Regions from separate parts of the Bos taurus genome. Here region 1 is linked to region 2. The links are chromatin contacts, called in public Hi-C maps. All regions are on one chromosome and are shown on one strand. Each heading gives the region's core, a stretch centred on a gene start, on an enhancer-like site or on the middle of the called end of the contact. The rest is flanking DNA. Distances are from core to core; before and after follow the strand shown.

The links. A called contact is a pair of places that touch in the nucleus more often than the background predicts.
Region 1: a contact with region 2 is called in a Hi-C map of skeletal muscle, with 2.9 times the contacts expected there. The contact joins two enhancer-like sites. A contact is called at or near these places in 2 of 11 Hi-C or Micro-C datasets (liver and skeletal muscle).

The regions. Positions count from the first base shown.
Region 1 is chr17:65,483,136-65,490,793 of ARS-UCD2.0, forward strand. GRK3 (G protein-coupled receptor kinase 3) reads left to right here. Exons shown (of 21, transcript NM_174500.2): 13 at 2,496-2,603. Among named protein-coding and RNA genes, the nearest start is that of MYO18B, 28 kb to the right of the region's middle. Within about 2 kb of position 5,871, at least 17 of the 102 cell types and tissues checked have an H3K27ac peak or open chromatin away from gene starts, as enhancers often do. A contact at or near this core is called in skeletal muscle, where this site is marked.
Region 2 is chr17:65,318,466-65,325,747 of ARS-UCD2.0, forward strand. It overlaps CRYBB2 (crystallin beta B2), which reads left to right. Exons shown (of 6, transcript NM_174807.1): 6 at 1-140. The coding sequence ends at 49. Among named protein-coding and RNA genes, the nearest start is that of CRYBB2, 14 kb to the left of the region's middle. Within about 2 kb of position 2,621, at least 8 of the 102 cell types and tissues checked have an H3K27ac peak or open chromatin away from gene starts, as enhancers often do. A contact at or near this core is called in skeletal muscle, where this site is marked.

The DNA of each region.
Region 1 (7,658 bases), core at 4,621-7,120, 170 kb after region 2:
TTTGAACTCCCCGAGGCTTTGAGAGGATGGACCTGGTACTAGATTAAAGGGTTGTGGCCAGACTCTCACCCTCAACTGGGCTTCTCGGGTCTTTTCAAAGCGGTAGGTGTGATCCCAGGACTCCATCTGATGCTGGCAGAGCAGCATTGTGGTTGGTTCCCCATCTTGACCCCGACTCCATCCTTTTAATGATGGAATTGGATTCTCAGAAACTAAAAGTGAACCATGGAGCAGCCACCAGACGACACAGGAAAACTCTGATTGTGGAATCGAGCAGATCGTCAGCGACTCACTGAGTCCCAGCTGATTTTCTTCAAGAATGCAACTCTCGCTCAGGTGTTCTTTCAGTGTGGACAGCACAGACCGGCAGTGGGAAGCGCAGGCAGCCTCGGGTGCTGCCGAGTGGCAGGGAGCTGGAAACCACATGGCAGGCGGCCCAGTGCTTTGCTTTGTGTGCAGTGTCCACCCGGAGGCGTGATGTGCACTAACCCCATGTAGGTCTCCTTGTCGAGGTCTTCCCATCCCAGGACTGGGTTTTGATCCCGAGAACTACAGGTTATAAAGCCACCAAGGTTTTCCTGGCCACACTGAAATTAAGCCTTCCCAGAAAATGGCTTGGATGCCCCTTACGGAAATCTCTGATGTCCTCATAGCGTGGCTTGCTGACCTCCCGCTGGCAGACTTTGGATTGCAGGGGGCGGAGCTTTTCTGGTGGATGGACCGGTGCCCATTTCCACTGTTCGGAAAAGTCTTTCAAGGTGGAACTATGAGGCTGAGAAGACACCAGTCCTAGTGTTGAGCCAGAGTCATCAACAATCCAGGGTCACTTGTCTGAGCAGATTCTCAAGGAAACTGAGCATAAGCAAGTTAGAAATGCTTATAAGAACGCAAGGGGTTCTTTTCAAGTGCCTGCGCTGCCCTGAGCCCATCCCACGCGTGTTCTGCGGCGTGAAGGTGTCACGTCATCACCCATTCTATCAGTGAAGGAAATTGATGACGGATGGGAATGCAGCTGCAGATAATAGCTTTTGGGGAGCCCTTTGGAGCCCACACCTCTGAGAGTCTCCCACGTGCCCCCCCTCTCGCTCTGGGAGTGGGGTGTGCTCACACTTCGGGGCAGCAGAGGACTTTGAGTTGCAGACGGAATGTGTTATGTGAAAGCGGCTGTGCTCCCAGGTGGCTTTCCTCAGCTTCCCGAAACCATCTGCACGTTTGCTGAGCTGGGTCCTTTGACCCGTCGGCAGCTCTTCAGACCTGGGATTTCTCTGTCTCCATACCTGTCAGCTTCCCTGCCACCACTTGGGGAGCACCGAGACTCTGGAGGGGTGGGGGCTGCCATGGACGCCTGTGCAAACCCCAGTCCTAAGCACAGGGGGTGGCGCCTCACAAGAGTGCCCAATCCCATCACTTCCAGGTCCAGAGTGCTGCGGTGCGGTCACCTGTCCTCACAGATGGGGACAGGCTAACCTGTCCTCATTGCTTCCAGATGCAGAGTGCTGCGGTGCGGTCACCTGTCCTCACAGGAGTGCCCGATCCCATCACTTCAGGTCCAGAGTGTTGCAGTGCGGTCACCTGTCCTCACAGATGGGGACAGGCTAACCTGTCCTCATTGCTTCCAGATGCAGAGTGCTGTGGTGCGGTCACCTGTCCTCACAGATGGGGATGGACTAACCTGTCCTCATTGCTTCCAGATCCAGAGTGCTGCGGTGCGGTCACCTGTCCTCACAGATGGGAACAGGCTAACCTGTCCTCATTGCTTCCAGATGCAGAGCACTGCGGTGTGGTCACCTGTCCTCACAGATCACCTGTCCTCACAGATGGGGACAGGCTAACCTGTCCTCATTGCTTCCAGATGCAGAGCGCTGCGGTGCGGTCACCTGTCCTCACAGATCACCTGTCCTCACAGATGGGGACAGGCTAACCTGTCCTCATTGCTTCCAGATGCAGAGTGCTGCAGTGCGGTCACCTGTCCTCACAGGAGTGCCCGATCCCATCACTTCACGTCCAGGGTGTTGCAGTTTGGTCACCTGTCCTCACAGATGGGGATGGGCACTAACCTGTCCCCATCGCTTCCAGGTCCGGAACACTGCGGTGTGGTCACCCGTTCATCACCACCTCCCCAGCCACACATGTCTCTACACAAAAGCTCTCCAGTAGGCAGGAGACCCTTGGCTCCCCCTTGCTGTAGTGGGGAAGGCTCACAAGATTCAGATCTCACCTCCCAGACCATGGAGCATGCCCAGAGCATGCACATGGCTCACGTTTATCTCATATGGTAATTTATTAATATTCATTCCTATTTTAATGAAGGAAAGATCGTCTTCCTATTGGGTGTTCGCCAAGCACCCGATGGAAGCGTGATGGAAGCGCCGGTGTCCCCTCCCCCTTGTTGGCCTCGCTGCTGTTTGATGAATGGCGCCCTGGCCTCTGGGCGAGCTGGAATAGTCTGTGAGCGGGAACACGCTGCTGACTGCATGCGCCCTTCTTCTCCCCAGGGGCACCCACGGGTACATGGCGCCCGAAGTTCTGCAGAAGGGGACCGCCTACGACAGCAGTGCCGACTGGTTCTCCCTGGGCTGTATGCTTTTCAAACTTCTGAGAGGGTGAGTGGCATGTGTCCCTTGAGTCCCTCACCGCGGCGTGCCCTTGGGTCAGGATAAGAAATGTTTATGTGTTATTAGGTGCTAGTATCTGTATAGACCACATAGCGATCTTCAAGCCACACAGTGATCCAGGCAATGCTCACAGCTCTTTCTGCCCGTAAAAATGAGTTTCCTTCCCGTAAGCTTTGGGTATTTTTGTCCCACTCCAGGAAGAAATTCCAGCACGTTTAGACGTAAAATAAGACTGTGTTGGACTGTTTCCATTGTTACGCCTTATTTGGGGAATGAATGCTATTTTTAAATATAGATAATTGAAGAGGGTAGGAGAATTTCTTTTCCCTAGAAATGAATTACTCATGATTGTCTTGTGAGCTTAAAGCATTTCTTACACAAGAGGGTGAAGACCCAAAGTGAACCTGTGTTAAAAGTGCGCATTTGTTTGTGAACATGCTGAAATTTGCAGTTTTTAAAAACATAAAGATAAAATTGTGCAATTCTGTGCTTTTCACTTGTGCTATACTTGTCCCTTCGGTGTAAACTGCCAGAGATGATGAAATACAGTGGAAAGAGGATGGAGTGAAAGTGCTCTCGAGATATGTTCTCACATTGAACATTTACAAATTATGTTAACATTCCATTAGTTTTAAGAGTCTTGAGTCAATTTTAATAGAGTGTAAGTGTTTACGATGTGTTTTTGATTATTCTCCATTCATAGAGGTACCACAAAAAAGCAGTTTATATTAAAATTTCCTGGTCAGGATTCTCCCTGTTACATTTCCCCTGTGAACACACAGGCCTGGTAGTTTACTCAACTGGCCACATTTTTCCCGGAAAGCCTTACTGAGCATCACAGCATGTTCTTCTTATATTGGGTTGGCCAAAAAGTTTGTTCATGTTTTTCCATAAGTTGTTATTTAACACAATCTGGAAAGAAGCTGGATTCCCTGTCTTCCCCCCAGACCAGGTTCCAGGCACCGTGGCTGCTTCCCCAGGACTCGGGTAATCTAGTTGTTCTCTGCTCACTGCCTCACTTGGGAACTGAAATTATATTACTGCTCAGAGATTCAGGTCCTGTTGGTTCTTAATTGAATTATTGTGTTTGTGGAGCCTGGAGGGCCTTAATTCATGTAATCAGACTAGCTGACCTAATTAGAGAGTTTCTGCAAAGCAGACCAGAGAAAACCGCTTTCCACCCGAGAAGTTTCCCCGGCCGGCGGGGTCCCTGCGTGCGCGGTGAGCGCATCCAAACACACTGTCTTCACTCAGGTCTCCTCTGGTTGTGGGGGGAGCAGTCAGAGGTCAGAAGCCACAGTTACAGAATCATGAGACAATTTAAAAAAACTGCACAACAGCAGAACTGTTGTGTGTGAACTCAGGATGTGAGAGTCGGTCGTGAAATATGGCAGAGCCTTGGTTTAGGGCTTTGTTTATTGATTTCTGTCTAATGTTGTTGTTTTGTCTATGATAATGTCCACACGTATAGACTAGGGACAGTCTGGCATATATTCCTGTTTTTATAAGATTTAAGGATAGATCTAGTCGTTAATTCTATGCCAACAATGTATTTGTGGCTGAAAAAGTGAATTCCGTCTTCCTTGGTCACGGTTCAGGTCTGTGGGACTGAGTTGGAAGGTGCTACTTCCTCTGTGACGTCCTTGATCAGGTTTGGTTAAAGCATCGCAGTTGATGTGACCCCTGTGGAGGGGAGTCTAGGCCGACAGGAAGACGTCCAGAGGATGGTAGTGGGGATGGGATGGATGGATGACAAGAGATGAGAATGGTGGCAGCTAGAAATGGCGTCTCACGTGGACAGCTTCAGAGAGCTGGGCGCAGTGCTTCTGGTAGTCACACTGAAGCTGCAGCAGGGGCAGTCCTCACGGAGCAAACCAGACGCCGTGCCGGGCCCTCCCCAGCTCTCGTCCTCAACCCCAGGAGCTCCTGGCAACGCTTGGGGACATTTTTGGTGGTGCCAACTAGGGGAGGGGCTCCTTCTGGTATCTGGCAGGTCGAGGCCAGGGGTGCTGCAGAGGACACCCCCACTGCCCCCACGAAGGGTCACGCAGCTGAGGAGGAGGAACTCCACAGCAGACCAGTCTCTTCCCATCCTTCCCGTGTCTGTGCAGTGATGGTGATCAGGGGTCACCAAGGGTCTTTTTGCTTCTGTTTTCTGTGATCAGATACTTCCCGCACTGACCAGTGTGCCCCATCACCTTGGCTGAAACATTTCTCTGCACCTCTCATTCTGTCGTGACGCCCTCGAAGGATTCCACAGGGTGCAAGTAGGAACCTGGATGTGAGGATGCTGTTGAAGCTGGAGAATGTGTTTGAGTCCCTGGACCATGTGTTGGGTGGGGTCACTGTTTCCACTTCAGCTGACTGTCAGATATGGGAGAGCATCCGTGTACAAAGATGTTGCAAATATGTAGAATTGTGGTCACGATCCTCGAGCTAGAGTTTAGTTTAGATATCTGTTAAGAGAAAGAATTGGTGTGACCACAGCCTTGATCTTAAACTTGTCTCCACTGATTGTCAGACACGAGGAGAGAGCCCCGGGGGTGGTCTGGGGAGAGCAGAGCTTTGTGTGAGGTTACTGAGTTTGTTCCTCTCGGGAAAAAAGGAATGTTTATAAATATTTTGGCAGCTGTTGGCTTAGGTTCAAAACTCACATTTGATGTTGCATGCCGTCTTTTCGGTATTCTAAAATTAATTTTTGATGTAAGACTTTTTAATCACTTGTGTTTATAAATGGATTGTTTCTGAGCTCCGGTTTCACTGTGAATATGATGTGTCGTGTGTGTGTCTCTGTATGTTTCCCCATCGTTTGTCATGTCTTGAACGATTTCCCAACTCATCTGGGGGAAATTCGCAGCTCTCACACTCTCTCTTGTAATTCCAAAGCCACATCTGACCACTGCACATGCGAATCCTGTTTCCACAACGTCCTTCGATGCAGCCCGAATGTTGCATGAGGGCTTGGCTGGTGTCGCAAGCTGTTGACAGACCCGTTACCATCTCCTATTTAAAGCGGCTGCGTCTGGGAGCAGCTGTGATCACACAGGATCTGTGGGCCCCACGTGCCTCCCTCAGAATGGAGATCATTACTATCGGAGGTTTTCTTTAACATTTTCCAAAACAGAAATGGAATCTTGGGTTTTGTTCACAAAGAATAATCAAGAAGCCATTGGAAACAGATGCGCATCAGGCCTTGAAAGACCAAACCCTCTCCACACGACACCCCAGAGCCTGAGAGCCGACAAGCATTTCCGATCGTCTCTTATTGAGTCAGACACAGAGAGCTATATTTATCAAACAGGGTTTGTAGCGACCGTGCGCATGTGCTGGGAATGTTTTTGGCACCACTAACTTTAACTCCAGTCCCCTCGCAAAGCCCTCCCTTGGGTCTCATGAAAGAGTTTTTAAATTTAGCACAGAGCATCCCTGTCAGAACATAGCCGTCCTTCTCTGCAAGTGTGGGGCACAGCCCTCTGCTTCCGGCATCGCACAAGGGTCAAGAGCAGCTTTTCACGCAGGAGCCAGAGCAGGAGGATTTGCCAAACAGGGGAGACCTTCCCACATCCTCTTTTACATGTGAAGGCACTCCCCTGGGGAGTGGCAACGGTCGTGTCATGCAGACGGACTGAGGGCTTAGTAAGCACTGCTGTCTGTATTCCTTTTCTCTTGAACCATGAACATGTTCACATCTCTGTGTGTTTTGCATACAAGAGTGATACAAGCCAGAGCTTACCTGATGGTCCAGGGGTTAAGAATTTGGCTGCAGGGGACACACGTTCAATCCCTGGTCAAGGAACTAAGATCCACATGCACCGCGGCAACTAAGCCCACGCATTTAGAGCCCGTGCTCCACAGCAAGAGAAGCCGCTGCGGAGAGAAGCCCGCGCACCGCGATGAAGACAGTGGCCCCGCCCGTCACAAGTGGAGAGTGGCCCCGCCCATCACAAGTGGAGAGCGGGCCCCCGCTCACCGCAACTGGAGAAAGCCGCTCAGTGAGAAGCCCACGCACTGCAATGAAGAGAGTGGCCCCCGCTCGTCGAGACTAGAGTGGCCCCGGCTCACCGCAACTGGAGAAAGTCCACCCAGCAGCAAAGGCCCAGCACTGCCAAAAATAAATCTGAAAAAGAAAGTGATACAAGTCAAGTTTTCAGAAATTATAATGTCTCATAAATAACATTATTTGTTATTCTATCCCGTTTGCTTTTTAATTGCAGTAATTTTACATTTTTTTTCTCCTTGGAAACATTTAGGGTGCAAAGAATATTTCCAACCAAAATCTGTTTGAAAAATTAACGCATGTTTACTGATTCACCTTATTTAGATTCCCCCCCCAAATGAAAGCTTTCAAGAGATGGAAATTAATGTGTTTTTCATCGCATAAGAAAGAAAATAAGCGTTACAGTGCCCCCTCTCGTGCAAAATGAAAACTGAAATATTTAAATAATAAATACTCTAAAGTGGAATCATCTCTTCAAGAGATGGTGCGGTGCGTAGTTCACCTAATTCAGAGCAGTAAGTGGATTGCAAGGGTGGGTGCAGTTTTAATTAGTTTTTTTTTCTAAATCACACTGAGTTATGTATTCAACATCCTATTCTGTTTTATAGAACTCTTTTGTAATATCTTGCCTCAGCTTATGGTTTATATGCCTTATAAATAAACCTATGAAAGTGAAAAGTCAAAGTGTTAGTTGCCCAGGCGTATCTGATTCTTCACAACCCTGTGGACTGTAGCCCAGCAGACTCCTCTGTCCATGGAATTCTCCAGGCAAGAATGCTGCCATTCTCTTCCTCAGGAGATCTTCCCAACCCAGGGTTAGAACCAGGGTCTCCTGCACTGCAGGCAGATTCTTTACTGTCTGAGCCTCCAGGGAAGGCCCAAATAAATCCGTAGGACTGGTCGTTTAACAGGCATGTCTTTACCACCAGGAAACCCTATCGCGTATGTCCCTTCTTTAATTTTCAAGTAAGTGAATAAGGCCACGGTTTCCTAGTTTGTACGTTTACTGGTCTCTTTTAATGCTCGGAGCATCTTTGTTTTAAAAA
Region 2 (7,282 bases), core at 1,371-3,870:
CCGGGACATGCAGTGGCACCAGCGGGGCGCCTTCCACCCCTCCAGCTAGTGCCCCTCCCTTGCCTCCTTCCCAGGGGCTGGCCTCTGCCCAGCATCCCACCAGACATCCTGGAGAGTGAATAAAGTGTGACTTGCAACTTACCTGAGGCAGCGTCTTTTTATCGCCTGTGGAAGCCAGGGTGCTGCGTGCGTGCATGCGTGTGTGTGTAAGGCAGACACAGAACGACAAGAGAGCCAGAAAGTGACGGGGTGAGGGTGGGGCAGCCTCACCGAGACTTCTCAGCTCTGCTTAGCTCTGTGACCTGGGGCACACTGTCCAGCCTCTCTGAGCCTCTGCTTCTTCACCTGACTTACGGCCCCCTTTGCCCCCCCAGTGACTGGCTTGGCTGACCTCTGAGTCGTCCTTGTGTGGTTGCCAAGCACAGTCATTCAGGGCACGTGATAGTTGCTCCGGACCCTAAAAAGGTACCCACTGCCTGCTGTTCCCACAGAGTTGCCTTATCACCTTGAAACTGGGAGTTTATTTAAATCTGCCCAGAGGAGCCCCAAACCCTGTAACGCCCACCCCCATCCCGGAGAGAGGTCATGGAGACCCGTCTGTGTGTGTGTGTGTTCTGTGGTCCCTTTGTTCATGCCCTGGTTGGGGTGGTCACTTAGTGTAGCAGCTGAGGGCTGGGTTCCTGCATCTTATGAGTCTGGATTCACTTGGCTGTTCTGGAGCCCTGCCCAGTCATGGGACCTCAGAGCCTTCCTACTTGGAAAAACAGGGGGAAAATAGTGTCTCCCTAACAGGGTTATAGCAAGAATGACGAGATAATCCAGGCACCGTCTATATAAATGTTAAACACTGGTTGGTCTTCTGTAGTACAAATACCCGCTCCCAGAGAGCAGCTTCTTTTTCCTTTGTCTTTGCTGTCTTTTGATGTGTAGTTTTGAATTTTGATGTGATTTAACATCGGTCTGCACCTTTATGGTTTGTATCTGCCATGCCTCCCGTGTCTTCTTTAAGAAATTCTTGCCCCATTTGTCATGAATATATTCTCCAAAGTTTTTCCCTACAGGTTTTAAAGTTTTCCCATTTAAGCTCTCAGTTGTCCTGGAGTTGATTTTTGTGTATAGTATGTGGCAGGGGCCTAATTGTTCATTTTTGATCTCTTTTTCCCCCGCTTTGGATCACTGTTGTCCTGGAGTAATTTATTGAGAAGTCCATTTTCCCCTCACTGTGGCACAAAGCTGCCTCTCTGTTCCGTAGTAAATCGTCACATATACAGGGGATGTGTTTATGGGCTCTTTTTCTCCTGTTCCTATTCTGTTTGTGCATCTCTGTTCTTACGGTGTTATGTTAATAGCCATTGCTGTGTAATAAATCTTGCAGTGTGCATGTGCATATGTGTGCGTGCGTGCTCAGTTCTGTCCTACCCTTTGCCCTAAATCATCCTTCTTCTTCAAGGACATTTTAGATAAGCCTGCCCCTTTATATCTCCATATAAAATAATTTCCTCAAATCTAGAAAAATGGGAAACCCTATTGAATGAGCTAAAGAGATTAATTACCATGAAGGTGGGAACTAATAAATGTTGCCGGCTTCGATTTGTTCATTCGGTCTTCACCCAACAGTCACCGAGTACCTGTTTTGTTCCCGGAATGGGCAGAGTAGGGGCTACAAAGGCAGGCGGGCACAGCCCCTGCCGCAGACAGGTTCCTCTCCCGGGGGATGGAAGTAGCTGGTGGTGGTTATGGTGTGAATCATGGTGGTGATTATGAGTTGAATTGTTTTCCTCCCTCAAAGTTCATATGTTGAAGCCTTAACCCCTGATACCTCAGAATGAGACTTTATTTGGAAATAGGATCTTAGCCACTGGGCCACAGGTCTCTCTTGGGACCTGTATTTATTTTTGCTGGTGCCTCTGCTTCTTTCTCCATCTTTGTCTTTTAACTCTCTGTTTTTTTCCTTTTTTCCCTTTATCTCTGTCTCCCCATTCAATCCCTGTCTTTCCCTTCATCCTCCTCCCCCTCTTCGTCCGTCTGTCACAGGGGGGCTGTGCGCTGTCCCTCACCCTCCCCCTCCTTCCGCGTGGACCTCTCCCTTTATCCTCTCAGAGCCCCACGCGGCTTCTCCTTTCCGGCCTCCAGGCGACACTTCCCCTTTCAGCCACAAGGTGGCAACAGAGCATCGTCCTCAGGGCTGCCCCCCACCCCACCCCACCCCGAGCTCTGATTGGAAACAGTGTGCAGGGCAGCTACAGGTTGTTACAGGTCAGGTGGGTGGTTCCTGTTTTACAGAGGAGTAACTGAGTGTCGCAGCGGAGGGAATGACTTGCCCAAGGCCACTTTTAAAAGCAAGAGAAAGTGAAAAAGCTGGTGTCGGAACCCAGGACTCTGGCTGCCTTTGAACCTCCATGCTCCGAACCCCTCACCAGCCATTCTGAGGGACCCTTTTCTGACTGCCCGTGGTCACTGTGCAGCCCTGCAGCCATTCCTGTCTCTCTCTGGTGTTGGGCTGGTGGGAGGTCGGGGGTGCCCATGGAAGCTTCCAGTCCTGGAGATGCTAAGGGGAGGAGCGCCCTGACTCCTGCTTTAAAAATAAGGAGCCTAAAATAGCCCTTCCCATGCCTCCTCCTCACTGGGGCCTTTGATGCCAGCTGACGGGGCTGGGCGGCGTTTCACAGGGCTCCTCTGGACAGGCGGTGCCGGGAACCTGGGCTGGAGGTCAGGCCCACCTCAGAGCCGCAGCAATGTCCTCCTAAAAGCAAACGTTTGGTCCCGTAGGGAAGAGGGGAGTTGATGGGCTTCGGACTTGGGCATCAGGAAGCTTTGGCAGAGCTGCCCTGAGGAGATGCTAGAAACGAAACAGGTATGTGATGTCCCAGGGTTGGTCTCCTGAATTTCCATCACCCTTTGACCTCTTGAATTTCTGTTAAATGCAACCCACTCCAGTGTTCTTGCCTGGAGAATCCCAGGGACGGGGGAACCTGGTGGCTGCCGTCTATGGGGTCGCACAGAGTCGGACACGACTGAAGTGACTTAGCAGCAGCAGCAGCAGCACCCACTACTCACTAATTCCCGGATCCAAGCGCATCCTCTCCTGTTCACATAATCCCAACAGCCTCCTCACAGGTCCCTCTGCGTTCCTTCTGCCCGGTCAGCCCCATCTCTACACAGCAGAGGGAATCCACTCAAAAATGCAGCCCCAATTGTGACATTCTCCTGCTTAAACCTGCCATGGGCCCCTGTCGCCCTCCAGATAAAGACCCTAATCATGACTCACAAAAGCGCTGAGAGCTAGTCTGGTGGTTTTTTTTTTTTTTAATTAAAAAAATTATTTATTTTTGGCTGCGCTGGGTTTTGTTGCCCTGCGTGGGCTTTCTGTCCTTGTAGTGAGCAGGGATTACTGTTTGTTATGGTGTACGGGCTTCTTACCGCAGTGGCTTCTCTTGTTGAGGAGCCCAGGCCCAAGAGGTGGGCTTCAGTAGCTGTGGCTCACACGCTTAATTGCTCCATGGCCTGTGGGATCTTCCCAGGCCAGGGATCGAACCCATGTCCCCTGCTTTGGCAGGCAGATTCTTATTCTCTGTGCTGCTGGGAAAGTCCCTCATCTGTCTAACGAAGGCCTAAGCACGGTGTGGTTTTACCTTTCTTTTATTCCTTACTTCATTTCATTCCATCTTAGACTGAAGTCTCCCCTAAGAGCAGGGAGGAGGTCGGATTTGCATTCTATATTCAAGAGCCCGCACACAGTTGAGGCTTGATAAATATTGAATGCATGAAGGAAGGAGGAAGGAATGAATGGGTGGCCCAGCCCAGAGATCAGGTGTGGCCAAGAAGACAACCTCCTTAAAACTGGTCATGTCCAGGTGAAGACTGGCAGTCTGGGAAGGTCAAGCAGCGGGGTGCAAAGCTCGTCTTGCTCCCTGAGCTGGGAAGGATCCCTCCTTCCCCTCCTCCTTGAAGTGGTGACCATCCCCCACGAGTCCTTCCAGAGCACAGACTCCAGAACCCATCAGAGGGTGAGATCGAGCCCTGCCTCTTCACAGCTCTGTGGCCTTAACGTTCTTATCTGAAAACAGAGTGCATGTGACTTGTTCAGCGACAGGTCCTCTGAAGCAAAGAGTTCAGATTCAGAGCCCAGTGTCTAGCTGCTCAGGAACAAAGGTGTTTGTCTCTTTTAAACTTCCGGTTCTAGAGCAGCAGTCCCTAACCTTTCTGGCACCAGGGACTGGTTTCATGGAATACAGTTTTTCCATTGACTGGGCGGGGGGTGGTTTCAGGATGATTCAAGTGCATTACATTTATCGTTCTTTATTTGTGTTATGGTTACAGCAGCTCCCCCTCAGATCATCAGGGACCCTGGAGACTGGGGACCCGCCCTCTAGAGAGGATAAAAAAAATACTCAACCATTGCCTTCAGTCTAGGGCAGGCCTCTGAACCTTAGCTCTCCTGATGTGGGTCCTGGGACCGACTGGGGCCTTCTCAGGTGGCTCTGTCGTAATGAATCTGCTTGCCAATGCAGAAGATGCAGGTTCAATCCCTGGGTTGGGAAGATCTCCTGGAGTAGGAAACGGTACCTCATTCTGGTATTCTTGCCTGGAAAATTCCATTGTTAGAGGAGTGCGATGGGCCAGAGTCTGGGGGCCACAAGGAGTCGGACAAGACTGAGCGGCTGAGCGTGGGCCCGTCCTGTGCGTTACAAGTTGTTTGCTGCGCTGCTGGCCTCTGTCCAGTAGACGTCAGTAACACCCTCGAGTTGTGACTCCAAACAGCCAACCATCTCCTGGGGTGCAGACCCCCACGCTGAGAACTAGGGATCCTTATCCTGGGGCATGGGCAAGTTTATTTTTAAAGAGGACAGTGGGTGAGGTCATAGAGGATGGGATTTCAGGCCAGGGTGCAGACAGGGAGGGCAGCAGTTAGGATAAACTATGCACAGTAGGGAGCCGGCAGCAGCTCCCACCCCAGTGCTCTTGCCTGGAAAACCCCACGGACGGAGGAGCCTGGTGGGCTGCAGTCCAGGGGGTCGCACAGGGTCAGACACGACTGAGCGACTTAGCAGCAGCAGGAGCATGCACAATAGGTGTTTTCTCCTTGCCGTGTATGAGATAAATTCAGATAAACTGTCAGAGCTGCAAGTGGGGGGTGGGGGCAGCAAGTCTGCCACGTCACAGATGGGAAAACTGAGGTCTGGAGGCAGGGGCTTTGCTACTGGCAAGCAGAAAGCCTTGGGTGTCTAAAATATGTACGCAAAAATGTCTTGGCATTTCATATGTACATAGATATATATCTGACATATATTGTACATAGCAACTCTATTAAAAACAGATATGGAGTCATAAACAGGAAAAGAATTTTAGAGTTTTATTTTTTAATGTGTACCGTGTGTGGGCACCTGTGTCCGCGTGCACACGCACACACACCTCAACCTTCTTGCATCTTTCTGGTGATTCTGGGAAGAGGCAGTGGAAGGAATCTGGGGTGTGTTTGCTGCCTACCATCTTTTGGTCTTGAAGCCTTGCGGGGAGGAGAGTAGAGAGGGCAAGAGGTACAGATGAAACAGAGGGAGATCTGAGGCCTAAATGAGAGGACAGGGCCATTGCGTCCTTTTGTTTTATCCAAACAAAAGGTGACTGTGATCTGGTTTTGAATGAAAAGGGCTGAAGTTTACCTTCGGTTTTACAAGTGAGTTGTGAACAGACACTCAACCATGACAAGAGGGGAGGAGGGAGTTGACCGTCTTCCAAGGTTTTGGAGGCAGCCCTTCAGACTTCCCCTAGATGGCCCTTGGAGGGCCCTGAGGGGCTCTGAGCAAGGGAGTGGCTTGGTCCTCGATTGGCAGTAGAGAGCACTTCTCTGGCTGGTGTGAAGCTGGGGAAAACGGAGAGACTGGACCGACAAGAGAGGGCAGCTGCCTGCCTTGTTGGGGTGGGGTGAAGGATGGAGGGAAACATCAGTGCACCCACTCCCTGTGAGGGGCCCTTAGGCATTCTCCCATCTGCTTGCAGTGTTCCATGTGGTCCAGGGCCGTTAAACTTTTCAAAGCACATTTGTTTGTTTCTTCTGACATTTTAAAATAAGAAATAAAATGTTATTAATACGGTACAGTGGGCTTCCCTGGTGGCTCAGTCAATAAAGAGTCTGCCTACGATGCAGGAGACGTGGGTTCAATCCCTGGGTGGCGAAGATCCCCTGGAGAAGGAAATGGCAACCCACTCCAGTATTCTTGCCTGGAAAATTCCATGGACAGAGGAGCTTGATGCACTACGTAGGTCCTTGGAACTGCAAAGAGCTGGACACGACTGAGTGACTGACCACGCACACGATATGGTGCAGCAGTGTCCTCCTGAGTCCGTCTCCTTCCTGCTTTTGCCTTAAGGTGACCACTGTATCCTGATTTATTTTTTGACTTTTACTCCCCATGGGACTATTCATACACTATGCTTAGTCTAGTTTCCAGACTTGATATAAACATTATATTCAGTGTATGCTTTCATGACTTAAACTCGCCTCTCAATATCATGCTTCTGGGACTTATTCACGATGTTAACAGGTAGCAGGTTTATACCATGCTTCTTAACAGGTAGGGAATGTGCTGTGGTACAGACATAATACAAGTCACTCATCCCATCCAGTATTGATGGGTATCGATCTATGTTCTTCTGATCTGGTTTACTATAAACTAAGCTGCATTAACCTCTCTTGGAGTGGCCCTATGACTCTTTGTGCTGAGAGCAAGAACACTGCAACTGAGCCTAAATAACCCTCATTTCCTTATTCATAAAAATAGGCATAATAGCAGTACCTACCTTACAGGGGTGTTGTGAATGATTGATATATTAATTAATGTGAATTAATAATTGGTGAAGCTCTTGGAGCAGGGTAGTGTCATGTAAGTGTTTGAAATTTCATGCTGTTGTAAACTGAGCTTAGGACAAAGTGTGCATGGAGTTATGTAACAGCTTCCTCCTCCAGGCTGTGTGGCTTTAGACAAGTCAGTCAACTTCTCTGGGTCTCTCCTCTCTCATCCATAAAACGAGGTGTCATAAAGATTGCATGAGATGATGCACGCTCTATAATAGACAACTCAGCAAAGATCCGCTTTTGTTTTCATCACTTCCGTTTTGTCACCCTCACAAGGTTGTTTGGGCACGTGTTATTTTCCTTTTGGACAGACAAAGAGACTGAGGCTCAGAGAGGTAGAGAATCTTTCTGTAGATCGCACAGCATGTCAGAATGAATGGACGTTCTTCAGGCAGCGCCCCTGCGTTGGCTCCCTGTGGCTGTTATTGT